Linked DNA regions of Mus musculus: all the other regions are linked to region 3. A link is a contact called in public HiChIP or PLAC-seq and promoter capture Hi-C data. All regions are on one chromosome and are shown on one strand. Each heading gives the region's core, a stretch centred on a gene start, on an enhancer-like site or on the middle of the called end of the contact. The rest is flanking DNA. Distances are from core to core; before and after follow the strand shown. Region 1 holds the start of 1700121M21Rik (a long non-coding RNA gene). Region 2 holds the start of Fam186a (family with sequence similarity 186, member A). Region 3 holds the start of Lima1 (LIM domain and actin binding 1).

What was found. HiChIP or PLAC-seq counts read pairs in DNA pulled down with a chosen protein or histone mark. Capture Hi-C pulls out chosen DNA fragments and counts their contacts.
Region 1: a promoter capture Hi-C map of pancreatic islet shows a contact between it and region 3. The contact joins the promoter of 1700121M21Rik here to the promoter of Lima1 in region 3. A contact is called at or near these places in 6 of 15 datasets of contacts at CTCF or cohesin (embryonic stem cells, large pre-B cells, pro-B cells and 1 more), 35 of 484 Hi-C or Micro-C datasets (B cells, the G1E-ER4 cell line, the HL-1 cell line and 6 more), 19 of 115 datasets of contacts at active chromatin or transcription factors (bone marrow-derived macrophages, cardiomyocytes, embryonic stem cells and 7 more) and 3 of 9 other capture datasets (adipose tissue, liver and pancreatic islet).
Region 2: an H3K27ac HiChIP or PLAC-seq map of embryonic stem cells shows a contact between it and region 3, with 26 read pairs. The contact joins the promoter of Fam186a here to the promoter of Lima1 in region 3. A contact is called at or near these places in 3 of 115 datasets of contacts at active chromatin or transcription factors (the 230-238 cell line and embryonic stem cells) and 2 of 9 other capture datasets (adipose tissue and pancreatic islet).

Annotation. Positions count from the first base shown.
Region 1 is chr15:99,913,680-99,916,379 of GRCm38.p6, reverse strand. It overlaps 1700121M21Rik (a long non-coding RNA gene), which reads right to left and starts at 1,416. Exons shown (of 3, transcript XR_875663.3): 1 at 1,341-1,416. It also overlaps the pseudogene Gm20564.
Region 2 is chr15:99,930,223-99,932,924 of GRCm38.p6, reverse strand. Fam186a (family with sequence similarity 186, member A) reads left to right here and starts at 1,267. Exons shown (of 4, transcript NM_028180.3): 1 at 1,267-1,433. Gm21917 (a long non-coding RNA gene) reads right to left here and starts at 1,545. Exons shown (of 4, transcript XR_003951483.1): 1 at 1,023-1,545; 2 at 1-110.
Region 3 is chr15:99,874,026-99,876,916 of GRCm38.p6, reverse strand. It overlaps Lima1 (LIM domain and actin binding 1), which reads left to right and starts at 1,461. Exons shown (of 11, transcript NM_001113545.1): 1 at 1,461-1,584.

The DNA.
Region 1 (2,700 bases), core at 167-2,666, 40 kb before region 3:
TAATCCCTGCCTTGGGAGAGAGGGTGGTGGTGCATCCCATAATCCCTGCCTTGGGAGATAGAAGCAGGAGGGTCCGGAGCTCAAGGCAGGCCTCTTCAGAAAGCTCCTGGTCTCAAAACAACAAAAGAGAATAAACAACACCTGAAGAAAACAAAAATCTGTAAGAAGGGCTGGAGTTACAACTCAGCGGAAGGACGTTTGTTTAGCATAACACTGCACACAAGAAAACAACATATTACCTATATGATATGTTTAAAAGAATAGACCAAGGTGGTGCACACCTTTAATCCCAGCACTTGGGAGGCAGAGGCAGGCAGATTTCTGAGTTCAAGGCCAGCCTGGTCTACAGAGTGAGTTCCAGGACAGCCAGGGCTACACAGAGAAACCCTATCTTGAAAAAAACAAAACAAAAGAATAGATCAAGTTAAAATGAATAGAGGGCTTCTTTTCCAGCCTCTGCCTCAGACCTTACAGCCGTGATGTTGATGCCTGAGAAGAACAGGATTGCCATCTATGAACTCCTTAAGGAAGGCGTGATGGTTGCCGAGAAAGATGTCCACGTGCCCAAACACCCTGAGCTGGCAGACAAGAACATGCATAACCTTCATATAATGAAAGCCATGCAGTCTCAAGTCTCGAGGTTACATGAAGGAGCAGTTTGCCTGGAGACACTTCTTCTGGGACCTTACGAATGAGAGCATCTAGTACCTCTGAGATTACCTACACCTACGTCTGGAAATCATGCCTGCCATCCCATCCTGAGACTGGCAGGCCTCAGCCCAAGGGTCCACAGGGTGAGTGACCTGCAAGATTCCCAAGAGGGGAGGCAGACAGAGATATCTGCAGAAGGAGTGCTGTGCTCCTGTAGCCGACAAGAAAGCTGAGGCTGGGGCTGGCTCAGCAACTGAGTTCCAGTTTAGAGGCTGCTTTGGTGGTGAACATGGCCAGTCACCTCACTGAAGTTAGAGATTGTGTTGTATCGAATAAACCTGGTGGGGGTGGGGGTGGGGGAACGAACCCGAAGGGAGGAAGTAAAATGCAAACCAAAATGGAGACAAAGGTCAAATCAGAACTGACTTTGAGGCCAAAGTTGTTGGGTGGTGAAAGAGAGGTGGTAGATCAAAAACATATTGATACTTACAGTACGCATTATAAAACAAAGTGTCTTGTATACAACAACACACATTATAAAACGCTTTGCCTGTGTCTGCATGAGGTGTGTGCAGGTGGGAGCAGGTGCCCACAGAGGCGGGAGGAGCTGGATCCCCAGAAGCTGGAGGTACAGGAGGATGTGAGCTGCCGGGGTGCTCTAGAAGAGACACACTGACCCACTGACTCACCGCACAGCTGCCCCGAGCCCGTGCACAGCTGGGGCGGTTTCCTTGCTCGAAGTTCTCTCCAGGCTCCTACCCTGCACAAACAAAATAACCTTTCCACAATGTTTCAAATGTTTTTTATTCTTCCTTTGAGTTGCAAGGTCGGTAATTATAACCCCTCCCTTCCTTGCACTCTCAGCTCCTGCACTTCTCCAGGTCTACTTTGGACCACAGCCCAGCTTAAGTACAGTCTTCTCTGTCCCCCTCCAGGCCTGAGAGTTGAACACTCTGACCCCCTCCAGGCCTGCACCCTGAGAGCTGAGCACAGCCTCGGGGAAACACCGGAACTTGGCTGTTGGTCTCAGTTTAAATAATCTAATGCCCAGAGGCCCCAGAAAACTACCTGGCAGACACACTCTTATTTCTCTCATACATTCACTTTGGCTTTAAGTTTTACTATTTTATATTTTTTTCAAAACACCTTTATGTTCTCACCTGTTCCCCAGCATCTCTAAGACCGTCGCCATCTTCTCCTGATTAACTGGCTCCTTATTGCACTAAAGACAAACTTTTCTTTTGCTTATTTAATGTGTGTGTGTGTGTGTGTGTGTGTGATATGTAGGTGTTCATGTGGTTATGTGCACAAGTGTGTTCATGTGTGTGTATGTAGAGGGCAGGGTTGATATGGGGTTGTACTGGCTAGTTTTGTGTCAACTTGACACAGCTGGAGTTATCACAGAGAAAGGAGCTTCAGTTGAGGAAATGCCTCCATGAGATCCAACTGTAAGGCATTTTCTCAATTAGTGATCAAGGGGGAAAGGCCCCTTGTGGTGGGACCATCTCTGGGCTGGCAGTCTTGGGTTCTATAAGAGAGCAGGCTGAGCAAGCCAGTAAAGAACATCCCTCCATGGCCTCTACATCAGTTCCTGCACCCTGACCTGCTTGAGTTCCAGTCCTGACTTCTTCAGTGATGAACAGCAATGTGGAAATGTAAGCCGAATAAACCCTTTCCTCCATAACTTGTTTCTTGGTCATGATGTCTGTGCAGGAACAGAAACCCTAAGACAGGGGTGTTTTCCTTAGTCCCGCTCCATGTTACTTTTTGAGACAGGCTCTCTCACTAAAGCTGGAGACCACTGATCCAGTGAGACTGGTTGACCAGTGAGCTCCAGGGAATCTTGTGTGTCTGCCTCCCAGGTGCTGTGATTCCAGACTGGTGTGGCACACCCAGCTTTCACATGGGTCCCGGGGAGATGAATGAGGTTCTTCCATGGTAAGAACTTTCCCTACAAAGCCAACTCCCCAGACCACTAATTTATTTAAAGATTTGAATATGTGCAGGCATTTCTGTCTGCACGCAGGTATGTCATGTGACTGAGGTATT
Region 2 (2,702 bases), core at 18-2,517, 56 kb before region 3:
GAGGCCCCGGGAGAGATTTGTTCCTCGACTGCCATTCTTTAGCCTGTAGACTTGTAACTTCAGTCTCTGCCTTCAGATGGCCAATGTGTCTTCTGTCTCCTCTTCTGACTCTGAGGAGAAACGGCAGTGAATTCATTACACACCTAAGTAGTCCAGGATGCTCTCAGTTTAAGAAGCTTAATTACAGTCCCCAAATAAGGTGACATCACAAAATCTGGTGGACCTGTCTTCAGTGGGCGCTGTTGGATCTACCTCATCAAGACATTTGCTTGATGACAATGCTCCCACAAGAGAGGCTTCAGACGAGATTAACTGTTTCCTTCCTAGTCAGCTGGCAGCCCCTCCAGTCACTGCTCTTTGGCTCTCTGTTCTGCTGCTGTGTTTTGAGACCTTGAACTCCAGCCAGTATTTCTGCCTCAGCTTCCCAAATGCTGGGATTCTGAGTATGAGCCACACAGAAAGTATGGCTCCTGACTGATTATGGCTTGTTACTCTTTTCCTCAGAACATTAAGAGGCCAGTTTTAAACCATGAGTTTACAAGGAGCTTAGAATTTATTTAAATTGCTTATACCACACCCTGCACAGAGATCCCAGTAAATTCTGGCACCAACCTCTGGAGTCCCTTTTGAGGAAGTGTCAGTACAATGGCCTTTTAAAAAGTTTCAGAGCTGGAGTAGAGTACTTCACCCTGAAATTGTGAGCACAAGCTACAGGATTTTGGTTTCCAAGTTTGTGAGCATTGGGTGCCTACAGAGGTAAGAAGGCGGCATCAGGGCACCTGGAGACATTACAGACAGTTGTGAGCCCTGGCCCTTGGCAACAACGGTGCTTGATTCTAGGCAAAGCGCTGCCTCTCCAGCCCTAAAGTCTATGGTCGTGATAACACCGAAGAGTAAGGCCTATAGGAGCAGCTTCAGCAATTAGGATGCCACACAAGATCTGTCTTCGAATATGGCCGATTTATCCACACAAACCGTCCCTATAATATCATGCTAATATAGAAGTTAAGCAGTCATCTCACCAAGCGGGAGTCAGTTGTTTGGGCAGAAATGCTGCTGCAGGGTTCCACTGGGGAATCTTTTCCCGTGAGGATGTCCACCGTGTCCTCCCGGAAGTCCTTCCGCTGAGGCAGGCTGGGAAGTTGGCACTGATGGAGGTCTGAGAGGTCTTTGGGAGCATAGCAGGCATTGCCAGGCGAGTTTGTGTGCGCCCAGCGATGGCGCCGTAAGTTCCAACGGTCACTGAGGCCACGCACAGTCTCAAGTCTCTTACTCATAGGTACCAACAGGGCTCTGACTAGGGAGCACTGCAGTGAGATCTTGGAGTCGGTTCCCAAAGTTCCAGCTCTTGTATCATTTCATTGGGCGGTAGATTTGCGCTCTCAGGACTCAGAGCTTGGAGCTGACACACTAGCGCAACAGCTTGCCTTGGGGTGAGTTCACTAGCTTGGCAACGCTGTCCAAGAGCTCGGCTCCTCTCTGCGATGGGGGTGGGGGTGGGATGGATCCTGCCTCTGAGGCATCAGGAGTCACATTATTTACAACTCACAAAATAGTTTTTAAGATATGTTCCTTACAAATACTTTTTTTTTTTTTTTAAGACTGGCTACCCTGGAGCTTGCTATGCAGACTAGGCTGTCCTCCAACTCCTGCCTCCCAAGGGCTGGATTTAAAGGCATTCATCACTATACCGGTCCAGTTCTAATATTAACTACAAGCTGGAGTTCTAGAAACATTCTATTATCTATATATCCTTTTTTTCTTTAATTAACTTTCTCTTTCTTTCTTTCTTTCTCTCTCTCTTTCTTTCTTTCTTTCGAGACAGTGTTTCTCTGTGTGGTCTTGACTGTCCTAGAACTCACTGTATATTGACAAGGCTGGCCTCAAATTTACAGAGATCCGCCTGCCACTGCCTTCCAAGTACTGGGATCAAAGATGTGCACCACCACTGCCCAGCTAATTAACATTAATTAATATAAGCAAACCTGTGCTACATAATGGGTTCCAGGTTGACCAAGGATTCATAAGATCTGTCTCAAAAAAAAAAAAAGAGAGAGATTAATTTCTAAGACTTTCTCCTTTATTTGAATAGAAAAGACTTCAGATTATTACCAGATTAAAGTAAAATATTTAGAATTCTCCATGACAATTGTATTTTAAGTATCATAGCTCTTTATAAAACAAATAAAACCCTCCAATTTTTGATTTAATAAATGTAGTCTTTATAGATGAAGTAAGCAAGATGGGGTATCAGGAATACAAGCCATCAAACAGGAAGACATGTACCAAGCTATCTATCTAACATGAAGAGCAGTGTCCCAGACATTTCAGAGGCAACTCAGGCTCTGAAGCAGTGATTCTCAGCCTGTGGGTTGAGATCCTTTTCTGGGGTCCAGTGACCTTTTCACAGGCGTCGCCTAAGACCACTGGGAAACAGATACTTACACACAGAGTGTCATAGAGTGACAAGGTTACGGTTCTGAAGTAGCGACAGACATGTTTTATGATTGGGGGTCAGCACAACACGAGGAACTGTATTAAAGGGGTGCGGCGTCAGGAAGGTGGAATGGAGGTGGTGAAGTATCAAGCCATCAAGAAGGGACAGGAAAGGGAGAAGGCTCCGTTCATGTGGGGAAGCAGATAGACAGCAAGTTCAAGGTCAGGCTGAGCTGTATTCCCAGCCAGCTTCAGGCTGTCCTGCC
Region 3 (2,891 bases), core at 212-2,711:
CTGCCATGTGACCGTATCAAATAAAGCAAAGCCAATATCATTACTTCCTTGTTCGGCTTATGAAGCTCCTTTCCCAAGCTGTTAGAGAAGTTTGCTGATTTCCCGTTTAAAAAAACAAAAACAAAAACAAAACCCTTTTAATCTTCGAATAAAGTTAATTTGCTTCTTTAGTACATTTATCCAGAAATCAGTCTAGGTTAGATTTTTGAATGATATTCTATCCTTGGTGAATGGCTCAATTCCTTAAAACTTGTTCATCAACAGCTTTTTGTAGGTTTCTTGTTTTGTTCCTTTTGGGTTATTCTCACTCTGTAACACTGGACATCCAGGGACTCAAGGCAACCATCCTACCTCAGTTGCCAGGATAAAGGCCACATGTCCTGTGCCCTTTGCCAGTGACTGCTTTAGGAGTTGAACAAATCTTTCTACCACTGGCCCTTATGATACTAATCAACACTCACATGAAAAGCCTCAGAATTCCTTTCGTTTGGTATGTCACTAGACCTCAGGAAAGGATACTATCAAAAGGCTTCGTGCAGAGAGGAATGGTGGTGGAGCCAAGAATCTGAGGGCTGGATGGCCACATGCTATGTCTCCTCATGATCTATTCAGACCCTCACATTCCTAGTGCAGAAACAGAAACAGGTCTTGCAGACACTGTTGAGAAGTGCAAGCCCACTCTAGGGTGTGTGCTACTACCCTTCTCTTAGAGCCTCTTTTAAAAAAGACTTTTATTTAATCTTATTAGTATGTATATGTGTGTGAGTGTGTGATGTGTGTGCAGTTCCTCACGGACGCCAGAAAATGGTATCAGGTTCCCCAGGTGCTGGAGTTACGGGCAGTTTTGTGAGCCAACAGCTCAAAGATCACTTCAGCTACACTGTGAGTTCCAGGCTAATCTCAGCTACATGTGATGACCCTCCTCTGTCTCAAAAGAAAATGAAGGAAAACCACCCGTTGTTGAAAAAAACAAAAAACCAAAAACCAAACAAACAAAACCCATAGCTCTTGGAGAACTTGGACACCACCTACTCTTATCTAATCCTATCCTTTCCTGAGGAAACTCAGGTCCACTGAGGTGAAGTGATCCAATGTAGTCTGAGCCAGGCCTCTTTGGCAGCTCTTTGCAGCACAGGGCATGGCCTCTCTTAAAATACCTTTCCACAGAACTTACCCCGACAGCACCAGGAACTTCCCTGAAGTTGCACTTAGACCAGATTTCTGGGTGAGTCTCAGATCAAACTGCTGCAATCTCTAGTCAGAGAGAGATAGGGTGAGCCAGAAAGGGGACACGACCAAGTTGGAGGCTGACACAGGAGCCACGCCTCCTGCAACACCACCGCTACTAGGGCGACGCTCCGGTCACGAGTTGAACACGCCGCCGGGAGCGAGCACGTTCGCTCCAAGGCCGCGCGGGAGGCGGGAGACGGGCGCGCCTCCGCGGCAGGGGGCGGGGCTCTGAGCGGGGCCGGGGCGGGGCCGCGGAGCTGAAGGTGCTGCAGCCCAGTTGCGACAGGTGCGCTGGGCAGACAGAGCGCAGGACCGTGGCCGTGCAGCGCCGAGCCCCGACGGCTTTCTAGTCAGGTAAGCGCTTCCTCTCGCCTCGCCCTCCGCAGCCTGCATGCGCGCGGAGACCCTGCTGAGCCCCGCACTCTCCCCGCGTATTTTGAGGCGGTGGGTAGCAGGAGCAGGAGGCTCACCCCTTGGGGTCCACGTTGGAGGAGCCTCCCATGCTCCGCCCTCCCTTCTGGGAAGTCCAAGGGACTGAGACTTCGCTGCCTGGGCCCCTGGTCTCGCACGGGATGGAGGGAAAGTGGCATTTCATCAAAAGTTAAAACACCCTCTTAGGGAGGTAATCCTGCCACTCTTTCCTTCTTCCACGCGGCCGTTCCTTTTCCAATTTTTCTCCCGTCCATTCCTCCAGATGAACTCTGGTTAAGACTTAACATCCTTCCGAACAGTTCCTACTTGCTGTGTCCTTCCCAAATCGCTATGGTGTACTTGAGCTGGGATCCACTGCTCACTCGCATCCGTAGGTGTTAATATTAGGTAACTGTACACCCCTGGCCACACACACTGGAGCTCGAAGTCGTGGGTGCTAGGAGCGAACCATCTGGCACCCGTCCTAGCCTTCTTATTGGTGCTCACAACAATGAGTTTAGCTGATCCTGGTGAGAGATACTGATCTGCTATTGTCTTGCAACTAATTCCAGCTCTCAAAAATCTGCCTAATCCAAATGGTTCTGTTGACTTTGCAAGTTAGCCGAAGACTGTGAGGTTATGTTTTTAAGACGTTGACCTTTGGAGGGCAGATCATCCTTGGCACGGAAGTGGGTGAGTGGGCTACTTTGTATCTACATAGTTACTGGTACAAATACCTAGTCCAGTTAGTCTATGGACGACCAAGTGTGATCATGTTTAGACAGCCTTCAAAAAGCTATAGAGTTAGCAGGAAAGAACAACTCCTCCTCAGTCGTTGTCTTCTCCTCCTCCTCTCCCTCCTTTTTCTTCTTCTCTTCCTCTTTCTGCTTCTTCAGAGAATCCCTGACTAGCCTTGAGCTGGCTATCTAGCTTTGGCTGCCTGAAATATGGCTGCCTCTGCATCTTGAATGTTAGGATTAAAGGTGTGCTCCACTGTCCCTGACCTTCAATATATATATATATATATATATATATATATATATATATATATATATATATATATATATATATATATATATATATATATATATATATATATATTTTAAAAATTACCATTTGTGTGATGTGTGTGCATGAATACCAGCCATCGTGCTATGGTAGGCTTGTGGAGGTCAGAGGGCAGCTTATAGGAGTTGGTTCTCTCTAACTTAGGATTTGAGGATCAAACTCTGGTCCTTAGTCTTGTGCAG